Linked DNA regions of Macaca mulatta: region 1 is linked to region 2. A link is a contact called in public Hi-C data. All regions are on one chromosome and are shown on one strand. The core of a region is the stretch at or near the end of the contact, and the rest is flanking DNA. Distances in the headings are between cores, read along the strand shown. Region 1 holds the start of FKBP9 (FKBP prolyl isomerase 9). Region 2 holds the start of NT5C3A (5'-nucleotidase, cytosolic IIIA).

Region 1 (6,680 bases), core at 2,491-4,990, 110 kb before region 2:
GCAAGCTCCACCTCCCAGGTTCACACCATTCTTCTGCCTCAGCCTTCTGAGTAGCTGGGACTACAGGCGCCCGCTACCACGCCCAGCTAATTTTTGTATTTTTAGTAGAGATGGGGTTTCACTGTGTTAGCTAGGATGGTCTCGATCTCTTGACTTCGTGATCCACCCGCCTCAGCCTCCTGAAGTGCTGGGATTACAGGCGTGAGCCACTGCGCCTGGCCAAGTATTTTTTCAAATTATCATTTCTCTTTAAAACTTTCTGGCATTTTTTAATAACAAGATTTTTTTTTCTTTTTTGAGACAGAGTCTTGGTATGTTGCCCAGGCTGGACTTGAACTTCGGGCTCAAGAGATCCTCCACCTCAGGCTCTCAAGTAATTAGGACTACAGGCTCCTGGCTCCTGCCACCATGAGCAGATGTTCGTTTTTATTTTATTTTACATATATTTTTAAACAGGTTCTCACTCTGTCACCTAGGCTGGAGTGCAGTGGTGTGATCACAATTCATTGCAGCCTCCATCTTCTAGGCTGAAGGTGATCTTCCCACCTCAGCCTCCGAAGTAGCTGAATGGGGACTATAGGTGCAGGCCACCCTGCTCCACCTTTTTTTTTTTTTTGAGACAAGGTCTCTTTCTGTCACCCAGGCCGATTATGCAGTGGTGCAATCATGGCTCACTGCAGCCTCAACATCCAGGGCTCAAGCGATCCTCCAACATCAGCTTCCAAATAGCTGCGACTACAGGCACACACCACCACATCTCGTTAATTTTTGTTTGGTTTTTGTTTTTCTTTTTGAGACAGGGTGTCACTCTGTTGCCCAGGCTGGAGTGCAGTTTTTTTTTTTTTTTTTTTTTCTGTAAAGTAGTGATTATGACCTTATACAGAGTTGTCATGAAGATTGGACTTCTTGGCATCTAGTTTAAGTGATCAAGTTTCAAATCCCAAGTCTTTACAATTAATATGTATTGTATGTTTAGCATCTGAGCCTAGAAACTAATTCAGCACCAAGATATTTCCCGAAATTGCCATAAGAGGTCAGTAGGCAAGATAAGTATAATCCGTTTTACAGTCAAGGGTGGAAGTAACAAGTTACCTGACTTGCCTGAAGCCACAGAGACATAAGTGAAGCAAAGACTGGACCAAAGTAAATGTATAGTGAATGAACTGAATGTCTGAATTCATGCCAATAAAATGTATAACAATTTTTATTATCAATGATTATATACTTCAAAATCAAGATGTTGTTTGACAATACAAAGATGACGTGCAAAAGTACTTTTTGGTGATCAATGCCATTAATAGACTACAATCAGAAAGTTTTTGTCTTTTTTTTTTTTTTTTGAGATAGAGTTTTGCTCTGTTGCCCATGCTGGAGTGCAATTGTGCAATCTTGGTTCAGTGCAACCTATGCCTCTGGGGTTCAAGCAATTCTCCTGCCTCAGCCACCAGAGTAGCTGGGATTATAGGCATGCAACACCACACCCGGCTAATTTTTGTACTTTTAGTAGAGACCGGGTTTCGCCAGGTTGTCCAGGCTGGTCTCAAACTCCTGAGGTAAAGCAATCTGCCCCCTTGGCCTCCCAAAGTGCTGGGATTACAGGGGTGAGTAATTTTTGTATTTTTTTTGTAGAGGTGGGGTTTTGCCATGTTGCCCAGGCTGGTCTCAAACTCCTGGGCTCAAGCAGTCCTCCTGCCTCAGCCTTCTAAAGTGCTAGGATTACAGGAGTGAGCCACCAGGCCCTCTGTTTGTTTTTAAAATCAGAGGTAGATGTTGAATTTTATCTCATGCTGTTTTGAGTCTATGGCCACATGATCTTAGAGCTTTTTCCCCCCTTCTTCTGTCCTATAATTTTTTTTTTTTTTTTTGAGACGGAGTCTCGCTCTGTCGCCCAGGCTGGAGTGTAGTGGCCGGATCTCAGCTCACTGCAAGCTCCACCTCCCGGGTTCAAGCCATTCTCCTGCCTCAGCCTCCTGAGTAGCTGGGACTACAAGCGCCCGCCACCTCACCTGGCTAGTTTTTTGTATTTTTATTGGAGATGGGGTTTCACCGTGTTAGCCAGGATGGTTTCGATCTCCTGACCTCGTGATCCACCCATCTTGGCCTCCCAAAGTGCTGGGATTACAGGCTTGAGCCACCACGCCCGGCCCTGTCCTATAATTTTATTAATAGGTGTTCTATTTCTAGAATAAGCTCTAAGATGAACAATGAATATTTTTCTTGTTGTTCGTGTAGTTTCTCACTCGATCCCTGAAACCTAATTGATTATAATAATCTTATAATTATTGTTTTATCTTCATCTTACAGAGAATACTGACATTTTGTTAATTTGCAGAAGCTCACCTAGGTAGTCCACGTAATGGTATATTTTTCCTTTAAAATACTGTTTTTTTATTTTTTACTTATTTTTTTTGAGGCGGAGTCTCACTCTGGAGTGCAGTGGTATGATTTAGTGGTGTGATCTTGGCTCACTGCAACCTTCAACTCCCAGGTTCCAGTGATTTTTCTGCCTCAGTCTCCCAGGTAGCTGGGACTACAGGCCGTGCCACCACACTCTGCTAATTTTTGTATTTTTAGTAGAGAGAGGGTTTCACCATGTTGGTCAGGCTGGTCTTGAACTCCTGACCTCAGGTGATCCAACCACCTCGGCCTCCCAAAGTGCTGGGGTTACATGTGTGAGCCACTGCGCCTGGCCGAATATACTGTTGAATCCGATTTTATCACGTTTTATTCAGTATTTTTGCATTTATATTTATAAATTAGATCGTGCCCTGTTTTTTCAGTTTTATTTTTCCTTTTTGTTGCTCTCTTTGCCAGGTTTTGGTATCAGAATTGTGTTTGCTTCCACAACAAGTTGAAAAAGCGTTGATTTGCTTTCATTATTTCAAAATTTTAATAAATTATAACAACCAATTCCAAGTGCATCTGACTACTCTGATGAATTCCTGTGGCATCTGGGTCTCTATGATGAAGTCCTCCCTGGCATAGGCTCCTATATGGGCGCGAGCTCGGCTCGCTGCAACCTCCGCCTCCCAGGTTCAAGGGATTATCCTGCCTCAGCCTCCCGAGTAGCTGAGAGTACAGGCGCGCGCCACCACGCCTGGCTAATTTTTTTGTATTTTTCGTAGAGACAGGGTTTCATTGTGTTGGCCAGGATGGTCTCGATCTCCTGACCTCGTGATCCGCCTGCCTCGGCCTCCCAAAGCGTTGGGATTACAGGCGTGAGCCATCGCGCCCGGCCTCCCTTTTCTTTTAAGTAGGAAGAAAAAAAAATCCCCAAGGATGGTTTCAGTCTCTTTCAAGGTAGATACCATACCTTTGTAACTAAGTTAAAAAAAAAAATCTAATTTTCCCTCCCTCTCCAAAGCAGCAAGGGGAAATTGGATCCACCGCCACGTAGGAGCCCCTCATGGCACCAAACCCGGTGTCTCCAGGGATGGGCGGAGACCAGCGGGTGGGTTTGGGCAGTACGCGCTTTTCTCTTCCGACTTTGGGCCAAAGCCTTGTCTGGAGATCACAGTGTCTCGCTCGGGGACACGCCCTCCCCAGGCCCAAACTGGGTCCCCATTTGGAGTTCCCAGCCCCCCTCCCCGCCGCGGCGCGCACATTCCCAAGGCCGGGCGGAGCAGGGCGCAGCAGGCCCGCCCTCGGCGCGCGGCCAGGCTGGGCTCCTCCCCTCGAGCTGTGGCCGGGGGGCGGGCGGCAGGGGAGAGGGGGTGGTGGCTGCAGCCCGGGGAGGGCCGGGAGACCGTTCCACGTTTGCAAACGCAGCCGCACGCCCAGGCCTACCCGTGCCGCCCGAGCTCCGCACTGCGTCCGCGCTACTCTCCTCGCCGCCCCGATGGCGTTCCGGGGCTGGAGGCCCCCGCCGCCACCGCTGCTCCTGCTGCTGCTCTGGGTGACCGGGCAGGCAGCGCCCGTGGCTGGCCTGGGCTCCGACGCGGAGCTGCAGATCGAGCGGCGCTTCGTGCCTGACGAGTGCCCGCGCACCGTGCGCAGCGGCGACTTTGTGCGCTACCACTACGTGGGGACGTTCCCCGACGGCCAGAAGTTCGACTCCAGGTACCGCGCCCTTGGCGCCCGGCGCGGCCTCCGCGGATGCGCGTCCCTCTCTCCCGACAGGCCTTTCCCTCCTGCCGGACCTCCCCTAGCTCCGCCCCGTGCATCCGCGCTCCTCCCTTCTTCCGCTGCCCAAATTCTCCCGGACCCCAGACCCTCCGCCGCGGGTGAGCCTCCCGGCCCTCATGTGTCCTAGGCCGCCTGCCTGGGACTGGACCCTTGGAAGACCATGAGCAGAGGGGTTGGGGCAGACCACGCCCTCCTTTTCCTCCAGCGCGTGGACACACGCAAAATCAGTGTAAAATAATCAGTGTGAGTGGGGGCCGCGTTGCACAACTGGAACCCCAAGAGTGGGTGTTCGTGCCTGCCTCTCTTCTCCCTTTCCTGTTCCTTCCCTCCGCTCCCTTGGGAATCTAGTCAGATGGTGCTTCTCACACAAAACGATGATGACGAAGAGGCTAGTGGCCGCAAACATACAATGAGCTGTTAACAATGTGTAGATGTAATTGTAAGTACTTTCCATATTGTAGTGTACTCATTTAATTGTACAGCAGTCTTGTGAGGTAGGTACTATCACTACCCTCATTTTATCAGTAAGGTAACAAGCAACTGAGGCTACGAAGCGTATTGAAACAATGGAGTCAGATTGTTTAATCCAACTCCAGAAGTCTGTGCGCGCAGCTACCATTGCCCTTCCTTTCCGGCCATACAAAAAAACCTCTCTTGGGGCTGGGCGTGGTGGCTCAAGCCTGTAGTCCCAGCACTTTGGGAGGCCGAGGCGGGAGGATCGCTTGAGCCCAGGAGTTTGGGGCTGCAGTGAGCTATGGTCGTGCCACTGCACTCCAGCCTGGGAGACAGACAGAGATCCCATCGCAAAACAAAACACAACACAACACCTCTCCTGGGCGGGAGGTGGTCCAGGACCGTCACTCCGCCTTGCACCAGGCCCTACACCAGGCCCAGAACTCCTTCTCTCAGCTCTGCCTCAGGATCACAGCACCGCTCTCCAGTTTCCCTCCAGTTTAGTTTCGGGTTTAACAGGCCTCTCTTCCTCCAGCACCAGGCTACTCCTCCCCAAGGCTTTTGTTACAAACCCTGGTCCGTGCCAGCACTTCCCTTCGTGAATCACTAGATCAGGCAGAGAGAGCTATTTGTTGAGCCCCTGCTATGTGCCCCAAGGCCTAGGGTCATTATGAATATTTTGTAGACTCTTGACTTTTTTGAAGTTCCAGACAATGAATATACAAAAGCTTTTCAGCATAGTATGTGGCACTAGCAAGTGCTTAGAAATGATCATTCTTACTACTGTTTTAGTTGCTTAAAAAAAAAAAACTAGCTTTATTGAGATATAATGCCATACAATTTGCCCTTTTGGTGTGTACAATTCAATGTTTTTTAGTATATTCACAGAGTTATGCAAACATCACAACTAGCCAATTCCAGAACATTTTCATCATCCCCCGAAAAGAAATGCAGTCACTCCCCAACCCCAGTTAGACTGCCCTCCAGTCCCTTTCAACCACAAATCCACTTTATGTCTCTATGGATTTGCCTCTTCTAGACATTTCGTGTAAATGGAATCATATAATTTGAGTTGCTTTGTATAATCCAGCTTCTTTCATGGTTCATCTATGTTGTAAAGTATGTCAGTACTTCATTCCTTTTTGTGGCCGTATATGTAATATTCCATTGTGTCCATTCATCAGTTGATGGAATTGCTTACACTTTTTGGCTATCATGAATGATGATGTTATGAACATTTATATGCAAGGTTTTGTGTGGATGTACCTTTTCCTTTTTTTTGGATATACACTTAGGAGCTGGAATTGCTGCGTCCTATGGCAACTATGTTACAAACGTTTTGAAGAATAGCTAACCTGTTTCCCCACAATGGCTGCACCATTTTACATTCCCACCAGCAGTGTATGAAGGTTCATAGTTTTCTACCATCTCATCAACACTTATACTTGTCTTTTTTTTTTGAGACAGAATTTCGCTCTTGTCACCCAGGCTAGAGTGCAATGGTGCGATCACAGCTCACTGCAATCTCCCTGCCTCCCAGGTTCAAGCAATTCTCCTGCCTCAGCCTCCTGAGTAGCTGGGATTACAGGTGCCTGCCACCACGCCCAGCTAATTTTTGTATTTTTAGTAGAGATGGGGTTTCGCCATGTTGGCCAGGCTGGTCTCAAACTCCTGACCTCAGGTGATCTGCCCACCTCAGTCTCCCAAAGTGCTGGGATTACAGGTGTGAGCCACTGCGCCTGGCCTGTCTGTCTTTGATTGTAACCATTTAGTGGGTGTGAAATGATATCTCATTGTGGTTTTGATCTGCATTTCCCTAATGGCTAACGATGTTGAGCATCATGTGCTTATTGACCATTTGTGTATCTTCTTTCATGTGCTTCTTTCATAGGGAAGAATTTGTTGCTTGAGTTGATAGTAATTAATTTCAGTAGAACAAGTTATCCTACTATCTAGAACATCTCTACGGTTGGCAGCCACTGTGAGGCAGTGTAGGGCAGTTTAAAGAGCATGGAGGAGCTACCATCCATTCATCAAACATTTTGCAGTGTCTATCCCTCAAGACAGAGACTAGTCCTAGTCTAGTATGTCTCTTCCCCATC
Region 2 (7,648 bases), core at 2,611-5,110:
CAACCCCCTGCTTTCAGACCAACTTCTGACCTTGTCATCAACTTCTGACCTTAGAGAAGATGGACACAGCTAATTCTGCCCCTTCTTTTGGAAACATTTCCTGTTATTCCACCTCTGACAGCTTTCAGCGTCTTTAATGAACACTCCTTCAATGTTAGGCATTGCCAAGTTTTCTGTTTTCTTCTTGCTGTAAAACTATGGATGAGAAATAATATCCATCTCCACACTTGCCACTGAGAGGTTAGACATTTGGGAAAATATTATTTCTAGCCCCAATTTCTCTTTAGAGCAGCACCAGCCTTCCATTTTTAGTTGCTGTTGCTAATAATAATAATAAGTAATGTATATGTTGGTTACTTTGGGCCAGGTACTTTTCTAAGCACTTTAAATATATTTACTATTTCATGAACATTTCTACTTGGTCATTTCTCGATCATCTCAAATTTCATATGACTTAAAGTGAACTTGTTATTCCACATTTCCCTTACCTCCTGGCTACTTTCCAAACCTGCTGCTTTTTCCTCCTCTTCATCTTGGCTAATAATATATCCAGAATCAGCAGTTACCTGATAACCTTAAAGTTATTTCTTCTTATAATTAATCCCTTTGTTTAATGATAACCAATAATAAGCTCTGAAAGAAAGCAATTATGTTCTAGGTACTGTGTTATCTCATTTAATCCTCACAACCTATGAAGTAGGTACTATCATTATCTCCCAATTAATATATGAAAAATGGGAGATTCACAGAGGTTAAGTAATTTGCCCAAGGTCACATGGCTTGATAAATGAGAAAAACCAGATTCAAAACTAGGTTTGTATGACCCTACAGTCTGTGCTGCCACAAAGTCCCGTTGATTTTATCTCTGAAATGTTTGTCTCCTGATCCCTTATTTCCATACCTCTTGCTAGTGGCATAGTTTAAGGCCTCTAATCCTCTTTCGCAAGAAATACTACCAACCTCCTAAATTTCTTTCTTTCCAGGATCTTCCCTTCCAATCCACTTTATTTTCATAAAACACAGTATTGGGTGTTTTGTTTCTTTGTTTTGAGACTCTGGGTGACTCTGTCACCCAAGCTCGAGTGCAGTGGTATGATCATGACTCACTGCAGCCTCAACCACCTTGACTCAAGAGATTCCACTTCTGGCCCGTAAGTAGCTGGGACTACACTACAGGTGTGTGCCACTGCACTGGCTAATATCTTTATTTTTTGTAGAGAAAGGGTCTCCCTATGCTGCCTAGGCTGGTCTCGAACTCCTGGGCTCAAGGGATCCTCCCGCCTCAGCCTCTGAAAGTGCTAGGATTGCAGGCGAGAGCCACCTTACCTTGCCAAAGTAAACCTTCGATGATCTTTTGTTGCAAAATAAAGAGCAAACTCTTTATAATGGCTTTACAAAATTCCTTTACAATTCAGTTTCTTGATCCACATTCTCTTTCATTCTTTTCTTTTTTTTCGAGACCGGGTGCTCCCACCTCACCCTCCCGAAGTGTTGGGGTTACAGGTGTGAGCCACCATGCCTGGCCATGACTGGCTTCTTCTGTACATTAATCTTGCAGGCCTATGGAATATTTCAGCTGTAGCATAAACAACCCACTAGCAACTTCCTCATGTCTCTCAATTAAAAACTCCTGAAAGACAATGCATCCTTTTGAGCCAAGTCCCAGAAGTTACTGGTTTTCTTAGCCAGTTAGATAGGCCCAACTTGGTTAGGTAGTTAACTCTACTAGCTGTGTCCAATATGAGCTATGTCTATTGGACATCATGGGTTTGCAGAGATTTTTCTGAAGGAGGAGGGGAGAGGATGGGCAGAGCAGACCCACATTATTACAGAAAGATAGAACCAGGATTCCACCCCAGGTCTTCTGACCTCCAGTCAAATACTTCTTCCACTTGAAGAAGCAAACTATTAAAATTTAAAAAGTTAACATGAGCTGTTTTCACTTTTTCCATTGAAAAGCTACTAGCAGGCTACACATATATTACAATCTGAATCGATACACTATGCATACATGTAAATAATGACTGATTTCTTTAGTACAAATAAGTTGGTATTCTTGATAGGTCTTCATTATTTGTCACAAAGATAGCAAACTGTTCCTATGATGGTATCATTGAAGGATTTTGTGAAAACATTGATTTTTAACCTTACTTGGCTTAGAGAAGCGGTATAACAGACCAATCTACAGTTTAAGCACAGACAGGGAGATATGGCAACCCGGTTTTTTCCCCTACACAGGCATTATTAACCTTGGGTTGTGGGCAAAAGCAAGCCAAGTTTTCTGAGCAGGAAAGCAACAAGAGCAAAATGAAACTTCTGAGATAAAACCATTTGCTGCTGTGGGCCTATAGAAGTGGGAGAAACGAATTTTCATAAGCCTTTAGAATGATTAAGACCCTTTAAGAATAAATTAATTCAAAATTGTGGAATATTATTGTAATATGAGACAAGTGGGAACTTTTTTTTTTTTTTTCAAAGAGGGTCTCGCTATGTTTCCCAGGCTGGAGTGCAGCAGCTAGCTATTCACAGGTGTGATTACAACCTTGAACTCCCAGACTCAAGTGATCCTCCTTTCAGCCTCCCAAATAGCTGGGACACTGGCTACTTTTAATTATGCAAATCTGGCTGTATTCAACCTGGGGTCAATACAACCTACAGGACAAATCGTGTCTTTCATCAGTTTGAACATATTGCAGGTGCTGAGAAATTCCAAGTATTACAACCTAAAATGATATTATTTAGTGTAGTAGATTTAAAATTTTTCTCTGTCATCTGACCCTAGATGTTCATCTGATCCTAAATGTTCACATGTATAGCACACGGTCAGGCGTATACCCAGGATTATGCATTTCAGAAAATACATAAGAATCCAAGTTTGTGCAAGAATTGTCTTCCTGAGTGGGATCTAATTAAAATACAAAACGAAACTAAATATCCTTATTTTTGAAACGAATTACTTATAATGTATCTCAAATGTAATTATTGACACACCCTCTTCGATAAAAAATTAAATTCGAAAATTTATACAAGAGCTTTGGGAGTTAAGATGAACAAAAATATATTTCGTGGGAGTTTTGAGACAAGAAGGAATACATTCAAACACAAAATAAACTATCCTGAATTTCTTCTGGATTGTCATTCTTGTAAAATTTTAGATATTGCACATTTTCATAATCTAACTCATGGCAGTCCCAACATAAAACAACTAGTCCTCTGCGGGAATTGTAACTAGATGAGCGGCAACGGTTTGACGCGGATCCGGGAGGAGGGCGGGAGCAAGGCAGGGAGAGAAGGAGCGGCCTGCCCAGGACATGCAGCTTATCTCTAGAGAAACGGGTTTTGCAGCACAAGGTAGCCTGTGTCCGATTCATCTATTTTCTGCCTTGCTCCTTCAAATGGAAACCTAACAAAGACCACAGGCAGCCGAGGGCCGCAGCCGCAACCCTGGTCACCAAGCCCGAGGAGTGGCCGCACGCGGGGCAGCCGCGTCCTCCAAGCTGCTCGTCCCGAGCTAGCGAGATCCCAGCCTGACAGGCGACGCCGGCAGCTCCCGGTCGCGACCGAGCAGCGGCCAAGGCCAGCTGACGGCCCAGCCGGTCCCTCGCGTGCTCTGGGCGCGCCGAGCCTCCACACTCACCATCTCGATGATCTTGGTCTTCCGCCCCGTCTTCCTCTTCAAGGTGAATATGTACTGAGCCAGCACCACCCCCGCCACCAGGGCGCACACGCTGGCGCTCGCTACCGCGCCCACCCTCGCCACGGCCGCGCGGTCCATGGACGGGGCCCTCATGCGCGTCCCAGCAGGAAAAAAACAGGCAACTCGCGGAGACTGCGAGTCTCAGAAGCGCGGGATCCCAGAGCACCAGGGACGAGCCCGCGACACCCCGCCCCGCGCAGCTCCGCCCCCACGAAGCCCCACCCACACGCCATCGATGGGAGAGGCGGGGACGCGGCGGGAGGGGCGTGGCTTGTGCCCGGAGCCCAGGCTGGGGGCGGGCCTTCCGCAGACTCAGGGTCTCAGGAGCTGCTGCCAGGGCAGGGCAGAGTATTGCAGTAATTATCCTTCTCTGCTAATGAGGATTAGGCCGTGGTTCACTCGAGCCCCGCCCCAATAGAAATCTAATTCCAACCGCGGCCCACTCAGAAGTCGGTCGCCACCTTTGCGCCTCAGCCCCTCTGGACTCCGGCCCCCAGAAGGCGGTGCGGCACGGTGTGACCTGCGCAGTGGCGTCCGTTGTAAGTGCTATGACAACCGGGCGAAGACGGCTCAGAATTAGGCCGGGGAGGGTAGGTGTCCCTTCCGCCGCGGCCGTCGGGTTTCTGCTACATCCCATTCGCCGCCTCCGAAATCCTTTCCTCCTCTGTGTGAGCAGAAGGGCTTGCAGTTGTTCTCTCCTGCCTAGTGTCTTCCAAGGGATAGATGCCATTTCCTCTGCTAGTCTCTGGGGGTGACGAGGGGCGCAGCGGAGCTTCTTGGGGAAATCGCTCCAACTCTGTGGAGCTGGTGGTGCTGCCTGGTGGGGCCCCCTCTTCCCGGGACGTGGAACAACTTTCAGCCGGAGGACGAGAGGAAATAGTTGTAGGAGAGGAAAAATTGTTTCCTTCTAGCCTTTTAGATTATTTGGCTGGTCTACAAATTACATTGATGTAAGACAGAGGAACATGAGAAAAACAATTTGTCGACCGAAAGGTGAAATAACAGGCACTAAAACTTAAAGAAATCATTGTTAGTTTTATTATCGGCCAAGTTTGAGGACTTAAGCCTGGGAACATAGACTCAGTATAGACCGAGAACGTGTCCCAAAGTAAGTTAGCTGGGAGTATAACCTGAGGAAGACTGAGTTTTAATACTGTAATATTTGATTATCAATATCCATATTACTGTGTCATTTTGTCTCCAGAGTAATTTTTTATGAATCCGGTTTTGCACCAAATAGCAATATGACTTAAATGTTGTCTGATTGTGAGGCCTAAGATGGTCACAGCCTCATTTATCTTTCTTCCTCAACAAAAACATCTTTTTTTTTTCCATATATTACATATTATTTTGAATGGGTAGAGACTAAAGCCATGTTTCTATAATTTCAGGATTTTAAACATTTTGTAGACAATAACATTCGTCTTGAAGCTGTGTACAATCTAAAACAGAAATGGAGTTCCAAATTTTGTTTTTGTAATACGGCCCATCAACTGCACATGGGAAGAATGTGGGTACTCTGAAATGTGATGTATATTTTAACTAGTTATACTATATCATAGGTCTGATTATCATATATATGAGATGTTAAAGCTGTAGGAGTAAAGTCTATTAGACTACAAACCCTGGTAGTAAATTTCCAGGAGGAAAGGGGGTCCATATGTTTTTGTAAGTGTAAACCTTGTCTTTCTGAATCTAAGAGGGTTGGAGGCCATGTTTGGAGGCCATTTCAGCTTCTATGTGAATTAACATATTAATTACTCTTATTGAAAGAGATGAAAGATCTTGATATGGTTTGACTCTGTGTCCCCACCCAAATCTCATTTTGAATTGTACTTCCATAAATCCCATGGGATGGACCTGATGGGAGATAATTGAATCATTGGGGTGTTTTCTTATATACTGTTCTCGTGGTAGTGACTAAGTCTCACAAGCTCTGATGGTTTTATCAGGGGTTTCCGCTTTTGCATCTTCCTCATTCTCTCTTTGCCTGCTGCCATCCATGTAAGATGGGACTTGCTCCTCCTTGCCTTCTGCTATGATTGTGAGGCTTCCCCAGCCACGTGGAACTGGAAGTCCAATTAAACCTCTTTCTTTGTAAATTGCCTACTCTAGGGTATGTCTTTATCAGCAGCATGAAAACAGACTAATACAAATCTCTGCAGGAACTACAAAATACTGATGAAAGAAATCAGGCCAGGTGAGGTGGCTCGTGCGTGTAATCTCAGCACTTTGGAAGCCCGAGGTTGGGGGATTGCTTGAGGCCACAAGTTTGAGACCAGTCTGGGCAACATAGTGAGACCCTGTCTCTGCAAACTCTGCAAAACCAAAGAAATTAGCTGGGCATGGTGCTGCGTTTCACTCTTGTCCATGTGAAGAGACCACCAAACAGGCTTTGTGTGAACAACAAGGCTGTTTATTTCACCCGAGTGCAGGCGGGCTGAGCCTGAAAAGATAATCAGCGAAGGGAGATGGGGTGGGGCCATTTTATAACATTTGGGCAGGTAAAGGAAAATTACAGTCAAAGGGGGGTTGTTCTCTGTCGGGCAGGGGTGGGAGTCACAGGGTGCTCAGTGGGGGAGTTTTGAGTCAGGATGAGCCAGGAGAAGGAATTTCACAAGGTAATGTCATCAGTTAAGACAGGAACAGGCCATTTTCACTTCTTTTGTGATTCTTCACTTGCTTCGGGCCATCTTGGCATATAACCTAGGGGATACGATGGCTTAGCCTGGGCTCAGAGGCCTGACACTGCCTGCCTGTAGTCCCAACTACTCAGGAGGCTGAGGTGGGAGGATTGCTGGAGCCTAGCAGTTGGAGGCTGCAGTGAGCTATGATTATGGACTCCAGCCCTGGTGAAAAGTTCAGGAGATTGAGACCATCCTGGCTAACATGGTGAAACCCCGTCTCTACTAAAAACACAAAAAATTAGCTGGGTTTGGTGGCGGGCACCTGTAGTCCCAGCTACTTGGGAGGCTGAGGCAGGAGAATGGCATGAACCCAGGAGGTGGAGCTTGCAGTGAGCCAAGATCATGCCACTGCACTCCAACCTGGGCGACAGAGCAAGATTGCGTCTCAAAAAAAAAAAAAAAAAAAAAAAAGTGAGACCCCTGTCTCAAGAAAAAAAGAAAAGAGTGGAAGAAAGGGAAGGAAGGAAGGAAAGAAAAAAAGAAAGAAAGAATAGATGACACAAACAAATGGAAAAATACCCCATGCTCCAGGATTAGAAGAATTAATGTCATCAAAATGACTGTACTGCCCAAAGCAATTCAAATTTAACAATACAGATTCAGCAAATACAGATTCAGGAATACAGATTCAGCAAATGCCGATTCAACACAATACCTGGCAAACTACCAACATCATTCTTCATGGAATTAGAAAAAACAATCCTAAAATTCATGTGGAACCATAAAAGGGGCCAAATAGCCAAAGCAATCCTAAACAAAAGGAGTAAAGCTGGAGGTATCACATTTTGACTTAAAATTATACTACAAAGCCATAGTAAACAAAACAGCATGGTACTGGCATAAAAATAGACATGACACATAGATCAATGGAACAAAATAGAGAAACTAGAAATAATGCCCCATATCTACAAAAACCTGTTATTTGACAAAATATACACTGGCAAAAGGACACCCTATTCAATAAATTATGCTGGGATAATTTTAGAGCCATATGCAGAAGAATGAACCTGGACCCCCATCTCTCACCGTATACAAAAATTAACCGAGAGGGATTTAAGACTTAAATGTAAGACCTGAAACTATAAAAATCCTAGAAGAAACCCTGGGAAAAACTCTTTTGGACATTGGCCTAGGCAAAGAACTTATGACTAAGTCCTCAAAAGGAAACAACAAAAACGAAAAACAAAAGTTGACAAATGGGACTTCATTAAGCTAGAAAGCTTCTACATGAATAAACAAATAATCAACAGACTAAACATACAAC

What was found. Hi-C and Micro-C count contacts between places; a contact is called where the count stands out from the background.
Region 1: a contact with region 2 is called in a Hi-C map of liver, with 2.7 times the contacts expected there. The contact joins the promoter of FKBP9 here to the promoter of NT5C3A in region 2. A contact is called at or near these places in 4 of 14 Hi-C or Micro-C datasets (blood, fetal cortex germinal zone, fibroblasts and 1 more).

The regions. Positions count from the first base shown.
Region 1 is chr3:95,371,241-95,377,920 of T2T-MMU8v2.0, reverse strand. It overlaps FKBP9 (FKBP prolyl isomerase 9), which reads left to right and starts at 3,740. Exons shown (of 10, transcript XM_015133750.3): 1 at 3,740-4,059. The coding sequence starts at 3,839.
Region 2 is chr3:95,262,339-95,269,986 of T2T-MMU8v2.0, reverse strand. It overlaps NT5C3A (5'-nucleotidase, cytosolic IIIA), which reads right to left and starts at 3,860. Exons shown (of 9, transcript NM_001261493.1): 1 at 3,638-3,860. The coding sequence starts at 3,790.